Linked DNA regions of Oncorhynchus mykiss: region 1 is linked to region 2. A link is a contact called in public Hi-C data. All regions are on one chromosome and are shown on one strand. The core of a region is the stretch at or near the end of the contact, and the rest is flanking DNA. Distances in the headings are between cores, read along the strand shown.

Evidence for each region. Hi-C and Micro-C count contacts between places; a contact is called where the count stands out from the background.
Region 1: a Hi-C map of liver shows a contact between it and region 2, with 7 times the contacts expected there. A contact is called at or near these places in 3 of 3 Hi-C or Micro-C datasets (blood and liver).

The regions. Positions count from the first base shown.
Region 1 is chr5:63,864,498-63,870,623 of USDA_OmykA_1.1, reverse strand. It overlaps LOC110524308 (RNA polymerase II elongation factor ELL), which reads left to right. Exons shown (of 12, transcript XM_021603834.2): 12 at 1-1,278. Among protein-coding and RNA genes, the nearest start is that of LOC110524305, 13 kb to the right of the region's middle.
Region 2 is chr5:63,831,424-63,838,318 of USDA_OmykA_1.1, reverse strand. It overlaps LOC110524305 (histone-lysine N-methyltransferase, H3 lysine-79 specific), which reads left to right. Exons shown (of 29, transcript XM_021603829.2): 14 at 1-92; 15 at 250-363; 16 at 469-560; 17 at 840-941; 18 at 1,053-1,190; 19 at 1,324-1,449; 20 at 1,620-2,035; 21 at 3,288-3,393; 22 at 3,513-3,662; 23 at 4,017-4,059; 24 at 4,160-4,719; 25 at 5,747-5,949; 26 at 6,053-6,126; 27 at 6,254-6,895. Among protein-coding and RNA genes, the nearest start is that of LOC110524306, 13 kb to the right of the region's middle.

The DNA of each region.
Region 1 (6,126 bases), core at 1,159-3,658, 34 kb before region 2:
TTACTATTGTAACTGTTTTCTTTGCGACTGTTTTAAAGTGTACTTGAATATATTGGTAGTATAATTTCCCTCTAATTCATGCAAACAATTGGCTCTTAAATAAGGGTTTTATTTCCTATATCTAGTACTTGTTCATCTACATGATTGTCAAGACTGTTAACCCAAGACCAGCCTCGCCTATCTTCCAAATGGAGTGGATGACTTATCTTTGTATCTGCCAGGCTAAAGTATTCCAGATCTTGTGTCCTGAACTCACAAATGATCAGGAACGCTGTAATGTTTTTGGAATCTGTCACTGAGCTCTCCCAAAATCACTGTTCAGTAAATTTTGGTCTAGTCAACTAATGCCTTTCTGATCGACCTTTCTACGTGAATATGATAAATAGTTAATCTTGTTACTCTTACCTGGGTTTTGTCCAAATGAGACGTTTCCCTTTGTCCATCAGAGTTCGTGCTTTATGAATGTTACAATGACCAGTATTTGTATCTTTACTTAAAACCGCTTCCTAAGGAAATCCAAGCACAGGCCTGATAAAACCTCTATGGTAACTATTTCTGACCAGCATTAATAGCAAAATAATGCTCTCCCATGAATCGAGCAAACAGCAAAATCATTTGATTATGTTCTACTTACCATTTGACAAAGAATTGTTGATTTAGTTGACGTCATTTGCCCTATGAAATTTAAAGTCTTTGGTTACGACGTGAGGGGGCTCTTACTCACTTCAAATGGGATATCCATGCGCTCAGATGTTTCAATGTAATGTATCATCACCTCCTGAAATCCAAACATGGCCAATGCTCAGCGATTCATTTATCACAATGCTGATTATTGGGGCCGATTTGAGATTGCCCCTGGATTGAATGTTTCGTGACCAGAATCAATTCTCAGCATCACCCAGTACCGTGGAACCCTTTGAATAAGTGACTTTTCATCTCGGAGTGAGTTGTTTTATAGTGACATTCTGAAAGGATTACTGTATACATTTCTCTTGCGGTCAAATCTATTTTGATGCCGTTCTCATCAATAAAGATGGTTAAGGCATTTATTTGCTCAGATATGGAGCTAAGTTGTTTTTAGTATGAATTGCCAGTTCAGAACACTATGGTATGAGTTGAATGTGCCAAATGACCTGTTGTATAGGTTTTCATATGACTAGAAATGGCTTCGGAGGAGAGTCTGGGATATTGGCACTGAAACCCAAAGCACGCTTTTTGAAACCATAAGGGATTAGGTCTGAAATGGACATATTTCAATAAAATTCTTTCAAATCCTTATTTTGGGTCATTCTGAGGTGGTTATTGCACTTTATTGTATCGCATTTGAAACGCACAAACCACACATTGAGTTTGAGGGAAGAGTTAAATATTACAACTGTCAAATTCTAAACATTCGTGATCATGATTTTCCTTACCCCTTTTCAGTCGTAACCTGAAATTTTACTGAATACAGGAAAGGGGTTACTTTCTATAGCAGTTCCTTTGGTTCTAAATTGTTCCTCCTTCCTAGTACCTTAATTGCCCATGGTCGTCAGTTGTTTTACTAATAATTGTACTGTTTCCTGCCCCATTTCTAAATATGATTTCCCCATGATAATTTGCCAGGAAGCCTATATTTAGCCCTGTGGACATGAATCATTGGAGCCTGATAAGAAATTGTGGCAGACGTTTGACTTTTCTATTGACTAAACAATAGTATCTGAATTTGTTGAGCTCCATTGTATCTTGTCTCACCTGTCCTTGATTAATATGAATACCATTGTAAAGAAGCCACATCATGGCATGTAGAGATATTGAGACAGTACAGTGTTGACGTCAACAGTGAAACTGGATGTATTGCCTCACAATCCTCTTGGGGGCAGTAGTACTTTGTTTTTTGATTGCAGTTTGTGTCCATGACTATCAATCAGGAGAAAGCTTCTATGTGCAGCAACAATGCTATTTGGCCTTGGAGCGAACACTGAGGCTACATTAGTGTGAGGTTCCGTTACCACAAAAATCTCTCTTCAATATCGGGGGTCTTCAATATCGGGTTGGTAAAGCCCAGGAAAGCACAATCTCATGTACTTATCAGAATACCATTCCATAGGCCGTGTGTATGCTGTGTATTTCTGGTTCTGTTGAGCTTCATTCTATCCCACAGGAATGTTTAGTTTTCCTGCCTGATACACTTGAAATTTGACTCCAATAAAGGCATTGGCATGGCTGTGTGTGGCTAACAGGAGGGCCGCAATCTGACGCACTGAAAGATCTCAGAAATCCATACATTTATCCAGTTGGCCAGGCTAAGCTGCCTTTGGCTCCCGTACGAATGTTGGCCTCAGCTCAGGGAGCTGGAGGGGTGTCAGCGAGTTCAGTTTGGCAGCTTGCCCTGTTCCTGGTGGACTCCAGGCTTGCCCCCTCCTTCCACTCAACAAACACTACCACACACTATTCAGCCTCTCTACAGAGCCCCTGACATGTTTATAACTACACCAGAGATTAAGGGCTTTGCCTGTGTGTCCATTGGTCTGTCAGTAAGGCATAATCCTCTCAATTGTCTGCCCTAAAGATAGGGCTGAGATATGCTCTGTAGATTAGAAGTACAGATCACCACCCTAATTTGGGAAAGTAGGTAATGTTTGAGTGTATCTGGCTGATTTAAATGACCTCCACACCTCCATATTTGATCATTACACAACAGGTCCATGCATATGTACAGACTCAACACTGTTGGAGGAGGAGATTACATAAATACAAAGTGTTGATCATTTTAATTTGGAAACAAAAATGAGCTTCCATCCTGAGCCTCCCATTCCCCCACCCATCCAACATGTCTCCATCCAACCACCACTTATACCCTAAACCCCCCCCCCCTAAAATCCACCCCTTCCCTGTGGAAGCAAAGAATGTAAAAAAAAAACGCGTAGAAAATGTGCATGGCTGTCCATGTGGGTGCCGGAGTGAGAAAGACACAAGTGAACCAATCAGCAAAAAAGCACAGCCCTCTTCATTAGATGCATTGTGCCTATAACATCAAGGACCCTTTCTAGACTCTGAAGTCAGGAAAACTTCGAGTTTGGTATCAGCCAGACTAGATTTCGGACCCGTGCTGTTGAGTGTATGTGCGTTCATGCTTCAGCACTGCAGAACTGTCAGGAGTGCTCTTCATACTTCTTGTGTGTACGAAAGTGCTGCAGGTAGGTTGAGCGATGGCTGAAGTCGCCCTCCACAGCACTCCTCTGGGCAGACAAAGGTCATCCCACCCTTGTGGAAATGCAAATGGTCCTTTAGTGACACCTCCCATTTAAAGTTGCACCCACAGATGGTGCACCCGAAGGGTTCTTCTGTGGAATTTCTGATGCTTTGTCAGGCAGGCTGCCTGCTTGAAGCCTTTATCACACTAGGCACAGACGAAGGGAAGAATGTCTTCATGCACCACCTGATGCTTGTCAACATCAGCTTGAAGCTTTTGCCACAGATGGGGCAGGAGTATGGTTGTTGGTCAGAGTGGACCAGTCTGTGCTTGATGAGGTCAGAATTTCAAATGAAGCGCTTGTAACACTGAGCACTCGTATGGCATCTCTCCACTATATCTGAGGATGATCCTACAGGACATAATGCAAAAGAACATACACTTTTTGACAAGGAATCTACTGGTGTGTTCTAAATTGCCCATAAGCAGGATTCAAATGGTTTACAGTAGCATCCATTTTCTATTGCTACTGTGATCTCTGCATAATGTAAAGAATTTCTCTCCCAGATAATTTATCATTTTGTCGTGCACTTCTTGGGAGTTCCTCTTACATTTCTGGTTCTAGTTTTAGTGGTACTACAGTGACCATTTCTCACTCTTTTACTCTCTCATTTTGTCCTGCTGCATTTGTTGAAAGTTCCAAGTCTTCCTTTGAGGTTCTAGTTTTACAGTGACTCTCTGATTCTAACTATCCTGTTGTCCTGTATACCTAGGTCACATTTGTCATTTGAGGTTCTTGTTGTGGCACTACAATGATGTGGAATTTCAGATTCCTCAGTGACACTAGTGTCCTGAGTATTCTAATTTCACCGAATCATCATAGTGACCTTCGGGTCTGTTTCACTGGGGTATTGTTCTCGGTGTGACTATCACAACTATTTCTGTTGATCACATTCTTCCTCTTCGCTTTTCACCTTCATTATCCTGCAAAATAAACAACAATTTGTTAAATTCTTGTTTAAAATGAATTATTATATTGCAAATAACTAACGGGTCACTGTCATTGGGCGTTAATATCATTCTCTTCCCTATGACAAGTACAGTGCCTTGCGAAAGTATTCGGCCCCCTTGAACTTTGCGACCTTTTGCCACATTTCAGGCTTCAAACAAAAGATATAAAACTGTATTTTTTTGTGAAGAATCAACAACAAGTGGGACACAATCATGAAGTGGAACGACATTTATTGGATATTTCAAACTTTTTTAACAAATCCAAAACTGAAAAATTGGGCGTGCAAAATTATTCAGCCCCCTTAAGTTAATACTTTGTAGCGCCACCTTTTGCTGCGATTACAGCTGTAAGTCGCTTGGGGTATGTCTCTATCAGTTTTGCACATCGAGAGACTGACATTTTTTCCCATTCCTCCTTGCAAAACAGCTCGAGCTCAGTGAGGTTGGATGGAGAACATTTGTGAACAGCAGTTTTCAGTTCTTTCCACAGATTCTCGATTGGATTCAGGTCTGGACTTTGACTTGGCCATTCTAACACCTGGATATGTTTATTTTTGAACCATTCCATTGTAGATTTTGCTTTATGTTTTGGATCATTGTCTTGTTGGAAGACAAATCTCCGTCCCAGTCTCAGGTCTTTTGCAGACTCCATCAGGTTTTCTTCCAGAATGGTCCTGTATTTGGCTCCATCCATCTTCCCATCAATTTTAACCATCTTCCCTGTCCCTGCTGAAGAAAAGCAGGCCCAAACCATGATGCTGACACCACCATGTTTGACAGTGTGTTCAGGGTGATGAGCTGTGTTGCTTTTACGCCAAACATAACGTTTTGCATTGTTGCCAAAAAGTTCCATTTTGGTTTCATCTGACCAGAGCACCTTCTTCCACATGTTTGGTGTGGCTTGTGGCAAACTTTAAACAACACTTTTTATGGATATCTTTAAGAAATTGCTTTCTTCTTGCCACTCTTCCATAAAGGCCAGATTTGTGCAATATACGACTGATTGTTGTCCTATGGACAGAGTCTCCCACCTCAGCTGTAGATCTCTGCAGTTCATCCAGAGTGATCATGGGCCTCTTGGCTGCATCTCTGATCAGTCTTCTCCTTGTATGAGCTGAAAGTTTAGAGGGACGGCCAGGCCTTGGTAGATTTGCAGTGGTCTGATACTCCTTCCATTTCAATATTATCGCTTGCACAGTGCTCCTTGGGATGTTTAAAACTTGGGAAATCTTTTTGTATCCAAATCCGGCTTTAAACTTCTTCACAACAGTATCTCGGACCTGCCTGGTGTGTTCCTTGTTCTTCATGATGCTCTCTGCGCTTTTAACGGACCTCTGAGACTATCACAGTGCAGGTGCATTTATACGGAGACTTGATTACACACAGGTGGATTGTATTTATCATCATTAGTCATTTAGGTCAACATTGGATCATTCAGAGATCCTCACTGAACTTCTGGAGAGAGTTTGCTGCACTGAAAGTAAAGGGGCTGAATAATTTTGCACACCCAATTTTTCAGTTTTTGATTTGTTAAAAAAGTTTGAAATATCCAATAAATGTTGTTCCACTTCATGATTGTGTCCCACTTGTTGTTGATTCTTCACAAAAAAATACAGTTTTATATCTTTATGTTTGAAGCCTGAAATGTGGCAAAAGGTCGCAAAGTTCAAGGGGGCCGAATACTTTCGCAAGGCACTGTATATCTTGAGGGTCAAAAATCACTGGGTCAGGGTATCTCTGTTGGCTCTCCCACGATGAAATGCTGTAATATAACAGTTCTCAGTCACTGATGGGTTGTTAAATCCCAATGTAGACAGATGGCTATACACTGAACTGCAATGTAGTTTACGAAAGTTCAACAGAGAGGCTGGTCTGAATGCTCATTTAACTTCAGTAAGAATAACAATTCACTTTGTTTCCTATTCTATCGGCATAGTGGG
Region 2 (6,895 bases), core at 2,734-5,233:
TGCCGTGACTGCAGCCGAACGCAAGAGCAAGAAGAGCCAGAGTGCCCTGGAGCTGCTGCACGCCAAGACCATCTCTGCAGCACCCCCTCAGGGTGAGCCACCTGCTCACTCTCACACACACACACACACACACACACACTCCTACCCAGGGCTGAGTCCATATACCCTTGTGCATTTCTGTTTATTTAGCCTTAAACTCTTCATTTTGATCAATGTTTGTTTAGTTGACTTTCCTTGTTGTTTCTACAGATGCATACAGGTCACCTCAAAGTCCCCTCTACCAGCTACCTCCCAAAGTTCAGCACTATGCGTCTGGGCAACTGCTGCTGGGCCCCACTCCTCCTGGCCTACAACAGCTTCTAGGTGAGCCTCGCTACCCTGACCCCACCCTTCCTTATCACACAGACCTGTCTATTAGTCACAGCCAGCAGAGCTGAAGGCCAGTCCTCTCTGTCTCTCCCCCCACAGACAACATTAAAGTCCAGTACCTCCAGTTCATGACCTACATGAAGACACCTCAGTACCACAATCACCTGCAGCAAGTCCTGGAGCAGGAGAAGGTAAATAGAATGTCCAAATCACTCAATCCAATGCAAATAATCCATGTGACAACAGTATCGCCACCTCGTTAAAGAGTAATAGATGATATCATAAATTAAATTACTGCATTCAGATTCACTCCCTCAGGCTCAAACTTCAACTCTCAACCCTCCCTTTATCAGTCATGTTGAAGGAGACTAACCCACTGGGAATGTTGCCTCTGCTTTAGTCTCAACCTCTAAAGCTTTTCTCTTTTGTTCTTCCTTCCCTCTTCCTCCATCTCTCCTCCACCTCTGCAGCTAAAACACAGCGAGCTCTCTGGGCAGGCGGAGCAGCTGCAGACTGTGTGTCAGACCCACAAAGAGAAGATCAAAGGCCTCTTCCACACCAAACTGGATGAGGTAGGCAGATAACGTGGTGAATGTCTAATGAAACCAGCTGGTAATGAGAAACCAATGTTGGGAGAGTACTCGATCGCCAAACATCTTACCCTGTCTTTGTGTTCCCCTCAGCTGGGAGTGAAGGCCCTAACTGTGGAGGACCTGCTGCAGGCCCAGAAGGAGATCTCCGCCCACAACCATCAGCTGAAGGAGCAGACCAAGCAGCTGGAGAGAGACATGATCGAGCTGAGGGACCACAGCCTGCTCCTGGTGAGACAACCTCGCTACTCCTGAGTGTCATCTCTCTGGCCCTTTTCACATTGGGGTTGATCTGCGTGTTGGGCATTCTGTCAGACATATAGCCAGAGACTTGCAACTCACTAACTATAACGGTCTGTTTCAGTTGAAGTCTCGGTGTGAAGAGCTGAAGCTGGACTGGAGCTCTCTGTGTCTTGAGAGCCTGCTGAAGGAGAAGCAGGCCCTACGCAGACAGATCTCCGAAAAACAGCGGCACTGTCTCGAGTTACAGGTACACACCTCTGTGCCCCTTCCTCTCTGTTCCACCTATCTCTACCGACAAACTTAGAAGTAGTGGAGGAATCGGTCATCTACTGTTGTTGTGAAGCATAGTTTTTGTTAGCAAAGTGATGTTCCTATTCCTTACCTTGTGTAACGGCTCCCCCTGGTGTTGGTTCTCAGATCAGCATCGTGGAGCTGGAGAAGAGTCAGAGACAACAGGAGCTGCTCCAGCTCAAGTCCTACAGTCCCTGTGAGGATTCCCCTTACCGTAAGGGCCTCCCTCGCCCTACCCTGGACCACGACACCCCCAAACTGAGCCTGGTCGTGGCCGGCCTCAGCCCCGAACTGTCCATCAACGGCACCGCCTCGCCCTGCTTCGACAGGAGGGCCACCAAGGGAGAGCTCCTCTCCCGCTACCTGCCCATCTCGCCTGACGACGAGATTGTGCCCCCCACCCCGGACGCCCGGCACAGGCAGCTGGGTCACCCCCTCCCTGACTACACCCGCTTCTCCCCAGCCAAGATCGCCCTGCGCAGACACCTGAACCAGGACTCTAGTACTGCACACTTCAGAGGCTTGGGCTTCACTGGTCTCAGGTAGAGTCCTGCACGGGTCCGTTTTTTGGAGCCGCACCCGCCCCGCGCTGGCCACATCAATTCGGAGCCTCACCCGATATCCGACATCAGGACAGATTTTTCTCCGCAACCTGACCCATCCGCGTAGAATTGTTCCGAGAAGCGATCCGTGACCCGCCAAAATAACATCGACAACTAACAGAGTTGTAGACAATTCCCATTCCCTGCATGAATTCATTTGTGTCTATTTATGTCTATTAAAAATGTTTATAAAAGGAAACTATGCACAATGCGATGCGGCACATTGACAACTCAAATCGCTTTGAAAAAGAGCTTTCTAAGTAACCTCCTTATCTAATGTAAGTCTATAGCCAACACAACAAAACAATACCTTTACATTGAGTATTGTTTCGATAATCAAGTAGTTGAATTGAAACTTAAATGAATATTTCCCAGAATCAAATAGGCTACATTTATTTAGTAGGCTATTGGCAACTCAAACTATTACCAGCCGCACAGGTGTAAAATTTCCTGCGTATGGTCTAAATGCACGAAAGCCTGAATTTATGTAATAATTAACTGACAGTTAACTGAATTATTGTTAACAAACACCTGCTTGCACTTTTGCAGGCTGTGCATCCATCTACTGGGTTGTTGTCCTCCTTGTCCACAATGACTCCAAAAGCCTTCCAAAACCGAGGATTTCACTCGTGCAGCACCTGTTTCCACGATGGTGTATTCATCATAACCTTTCTTTTTATTTCTCCTGTTACGTTAACCAACCATACGTTGCCAATGTATCGTTGTGTGGCAGAAGGGAACATAAGCTCTCTGCACGTGGACAAATTAGGAACGTTTCAGCACCACACAACAAATGGACAGTTCCTGCTCCACTCTCTCGCTGCATGGCTGGTAGCCTAGGCTGTGTCTGCCTCACCACTCACATAGCCTAATTGAATTCACCAGACACAATTTAACAGAACAAGCTCCAAAAAAATATTATCTTGATTTAAAACGTTAAACGCAATATAATTGTTCTGAACCGCGAGCCGACCCGCTGGTTGAAAGAATGTTTTCATTCCACCCGCCAGCAGATTTTATTTTTTCTTTTTTTCGGATCAACCGCGAGGAACCGTGGGTATCCGACCCGATGCAGGACTCTAGTCTCAGGTTAGTTATCAACAGACTGACATAGTAGATTGTCCTGAAAACATGGAGATGTGTTCCATGTTTGTTGAGGACAGTATTCCTGACTGTTTTTCTACTCCTGCAGGGGGGATATGGGCGCCATCACCTCTCCACTAGGCGCTAAACTGAGCTGCCTGTCTCCCAACTCATCAGACAGTCAGCAGAACAACATACTCAGGAGTGCTGAGAGGGTAACTGTCTGTCCTCTCTGTCCACACACTGACACACAGCCTACCCTGTTGATTCACACACAGTATGTACTCAGTCTGTCTGACTGGTGTGTGTGTGTGTGTGTGTGTGTGATGTCCAGGGGGGTAAGGAGAAGAGTCCAGCAGGGGGTCCGGGTGAAGCCATCACCAGCCTGCCCATCAGTATCCCCCTCAGCACAGTGCACCCCAGCAAACTCCCTGTTAGCATCCCCCTGGCCAGTGTGGTGCTGCCCAGCCGAGCAGAGAGACTGGTGGGTACATATGGCTCCTATAACTCTGGCTTAGAGCAGTGGTTCCCAAACTTTTTCACTCTGGACAGTTGATCTGGATATTTCTGACAAGTTATAAATACTGTAGCTCACGAAGGTCTGCAATGACTGACATGACACGAGGGAAACTGTTGATTTACTATCCAATTTCGAAGTTGTACCTTGTGCATTCTACGATTACAACTTTCCAAAGTAAGTTGAAAGGCCGACTGACTTTGGGAACCACTGGCTTAGAGAATGGCAGGGCTACAGGTAGCTTTCCGACTGGGTAGTAACGTCCTGTTTGCTGTAATAAACCACTGTGTTGATTCAAGCGCTCTGTGTTTGTTTTTGTAGAGGAGCACACCGAGTCCTGTGTCCCAGACAGGCCAGACCAACGGTAAGCAGTCCCAAATACACTCTATATCATCCATTGAATCCTGCATGTGTTGAGACATATCATGACTGACCAGTGTCCAACCCCCTCTGTCCTTCTTCAGGGTACTCCTCTAGCTTAGGGCTGATGAACGGAGGCTCTCACTCTGAGGAACAGGACGGGGCTGCCCCCTCCCCTCCCCCTCATGGTGCCCCTCCAATGGGACCAACACAAGGCCACAGCCCCCCCCTCAGCACCGGAGGGGTCCTCCAGTATGCTGACGGCACCCCCAGAATCCTCCCTGAGGACAGGGCCGAGCGCCAGGGCGAGTCTGACTCTGAGCCCCAGGACAGCGAGTCCAGACGCCGCATGTTCTTCTCTTCTTCCTCTTCATCGTCTTCCTCCTCCTCTGGGGGCGCCGCTTCTCGCCTCCGCCTCGGCTCGGCCAGACAGAGCCAGCATCACCTAGGTAGCCACAGTAACCACAACAACCACCACCACTCGCCGGGCTCCCAACACACAAACTCTCACGGCCATGGGTCTCAGGAGGAACGCAAGCGTGGGAGGAGGAAGCGAAGCTCAACGGGGGCTCAACCTGCCAGTGGCTCCCCAAAGAGGAAGTCCTTTCCTGGGCTCAGCTCCACCAATCACCCATCAGGATCCCCACTCAACATCAACACCATGGTGAGTCAAGCTACGTTCAGGTTGCTTCCCTGTTCTTTAAAACGTGGTACACGGCTTCAATGGCTAAGTTGGTTGCAATGCAGTACTTGCTACAAGAGTTGTTGGATTCCTATCTAGGCCCTACTGAATACATATTTTAACTGTAGGCTAAAGATGCACAATGTACAAATCTCTCCACCAATTCTTGGTTTCTAAAATTCTAAGTTCTCCTAATTTCAGTTTGTATGACAAAACAAGGAAGTATAGAGTAGACAATAATTGTACCATCCAAACCACTGTGAAGTATCTTTTCCATTACCAAAAATGTGTTTTTCAGCTTTTTGAAGCTGGTGTGCAAAACCGAAAGTAAGATGCAAAAACAAAACTTAAAAACGGAAGCATAGAACAGATCTACCGCTTCTTAGACTTGTTTTCTTTGAGAATGACAGATCTATAACTCATATTTCTTTGTGAATTTTGTCAGGTCGACCAAAAGGGTACATATTGTAGCTTTAGGGTTAGGGCAGGGTTTCCCGAACTCGGTCCTTGGGACTTGAATGGGGGCGCATGTAGTTGTTTTTGCCTAAACACACAGCTGATTCAAATGATCAAAGATTGATGATTAGTTGATTATTTGAATCAGCTGTGTAGTGTTAGGGCAAAAACCAAAACGTGCCACACTTGGGGTCCCGAGGACCGAGTTTGGGAAACCCTGGGTTAGGGCTCATGTATCACTCCAGTGTTAATCTGCTAAATTGTAATTATTCGCTCCTATGGCCTATTTATTGCCTGCCTACCTCATGCCTTTTGCACACACTGTATATAGACTTTCTTTTTTTCTACTGTGTCATTGACTTGTTTATTGTGTTATTGGCTTGTTAATTGTTTACTCAATGTGTAACTCTGTGTTGTTGTCTGTGTCACACTGCGTTGCTTTATCTTGGCCAGGTCGCAGTTAAATGAGAACTTGTTCTCAACTAGCCTACCTGGTTAAATAAAGGTAGGGGGAAAAAAGGGCTAACCCTGTTTTCTGTGTTTGTCGTGTCAGGTGAACAACATTAACCAGCCTCTGGAGATCGCTGCCATCTCTTCCCCGGAGCAGTCTGGATGTAGCCCCTGTGGTCCAGACATGGACCAGCCCCCTGTATTGAAGCGAGAACGCCCTCTGGAGATGAATGGCTCAGGATGCTACTCCTCCGCACCCAGCTCTGATGATGACTCTGGCTACCCCGCGGACAGCTCCAGCTCAAGGTATAGTAAACGGTGAAGCAAAAAAATAACGTGTGGTTGCACACTCATTTCTACAGAACAGTACGTTTTGAAGTTGAATTTTCTTGTATTTGTCTTGTTTTAGAATTGAAAGGAAGATTGCCACTATTTCCTTGGAGAGCAGAGATGGACCAGGCAGACCAGGGGACAGGGAGCGCGGTAAGGAACATCCCATAATGTGACTGCTGAAGCCTGCATAATTAACATGATATCACTGTCTGCTATCTACTGTGCTTTTTCTTGTGCTCTTTTTAAAATAAAATAAAATTCTCTATTGGGTTAACAGGAAGGAAGTCAGGAGGCAGCAGCAGTAACAGCACAGGAAGTGAGGTCTCCTCTTCATCTTCCTCCTCATCCAACAGCAAGTGGAAATCCACCTTCTCCCCCATCTCTGACCTCAAGCAGCCCCTGTCCGAGGTGAGGCAGGGGGGCTCCCCCTTTGGCACAGGGAGAGAGCCGCGGGGCCTGGGCACGGGTACGGACTCAGACTCTGATCACAAACCGCAGCAGCAGAGGAGGGGGTGCGAGGGGGCCGGGGGCGAGCCCTCAGGGTTTCAGGACATCCCCCTTAACCCCTTCCTTAGCCAGGAGTCTGGGGGCCGGCCGGGGGCAGGGGCCCAGGGAGGAAGCAGCTCTGAGAGGCAGGCCATGCCCAAACAGAAGCCCCGGGGTGAGTGGGAGCTGAAGACATCCAGCAGCATGGGCAACAGCCAGAATCTCTTCATCTCTGCAGCCGTCAGCGGGGGTATCCTGAGCGGTAAGGTAGGGGGCAGCCCTGTATCTTCAGCCTCAGGGGCCTCTGTGGGACATTACCTGGGCCTTGGGGGCGCCTCTGTCCTCCAGTCCCTGTTCGGAACCCAGACGTCCGGAACCTCTGTGAGCGGGGCCCCGCGCCTGGTCAACGGACACTCTTCCCTGGGGAGCTTCT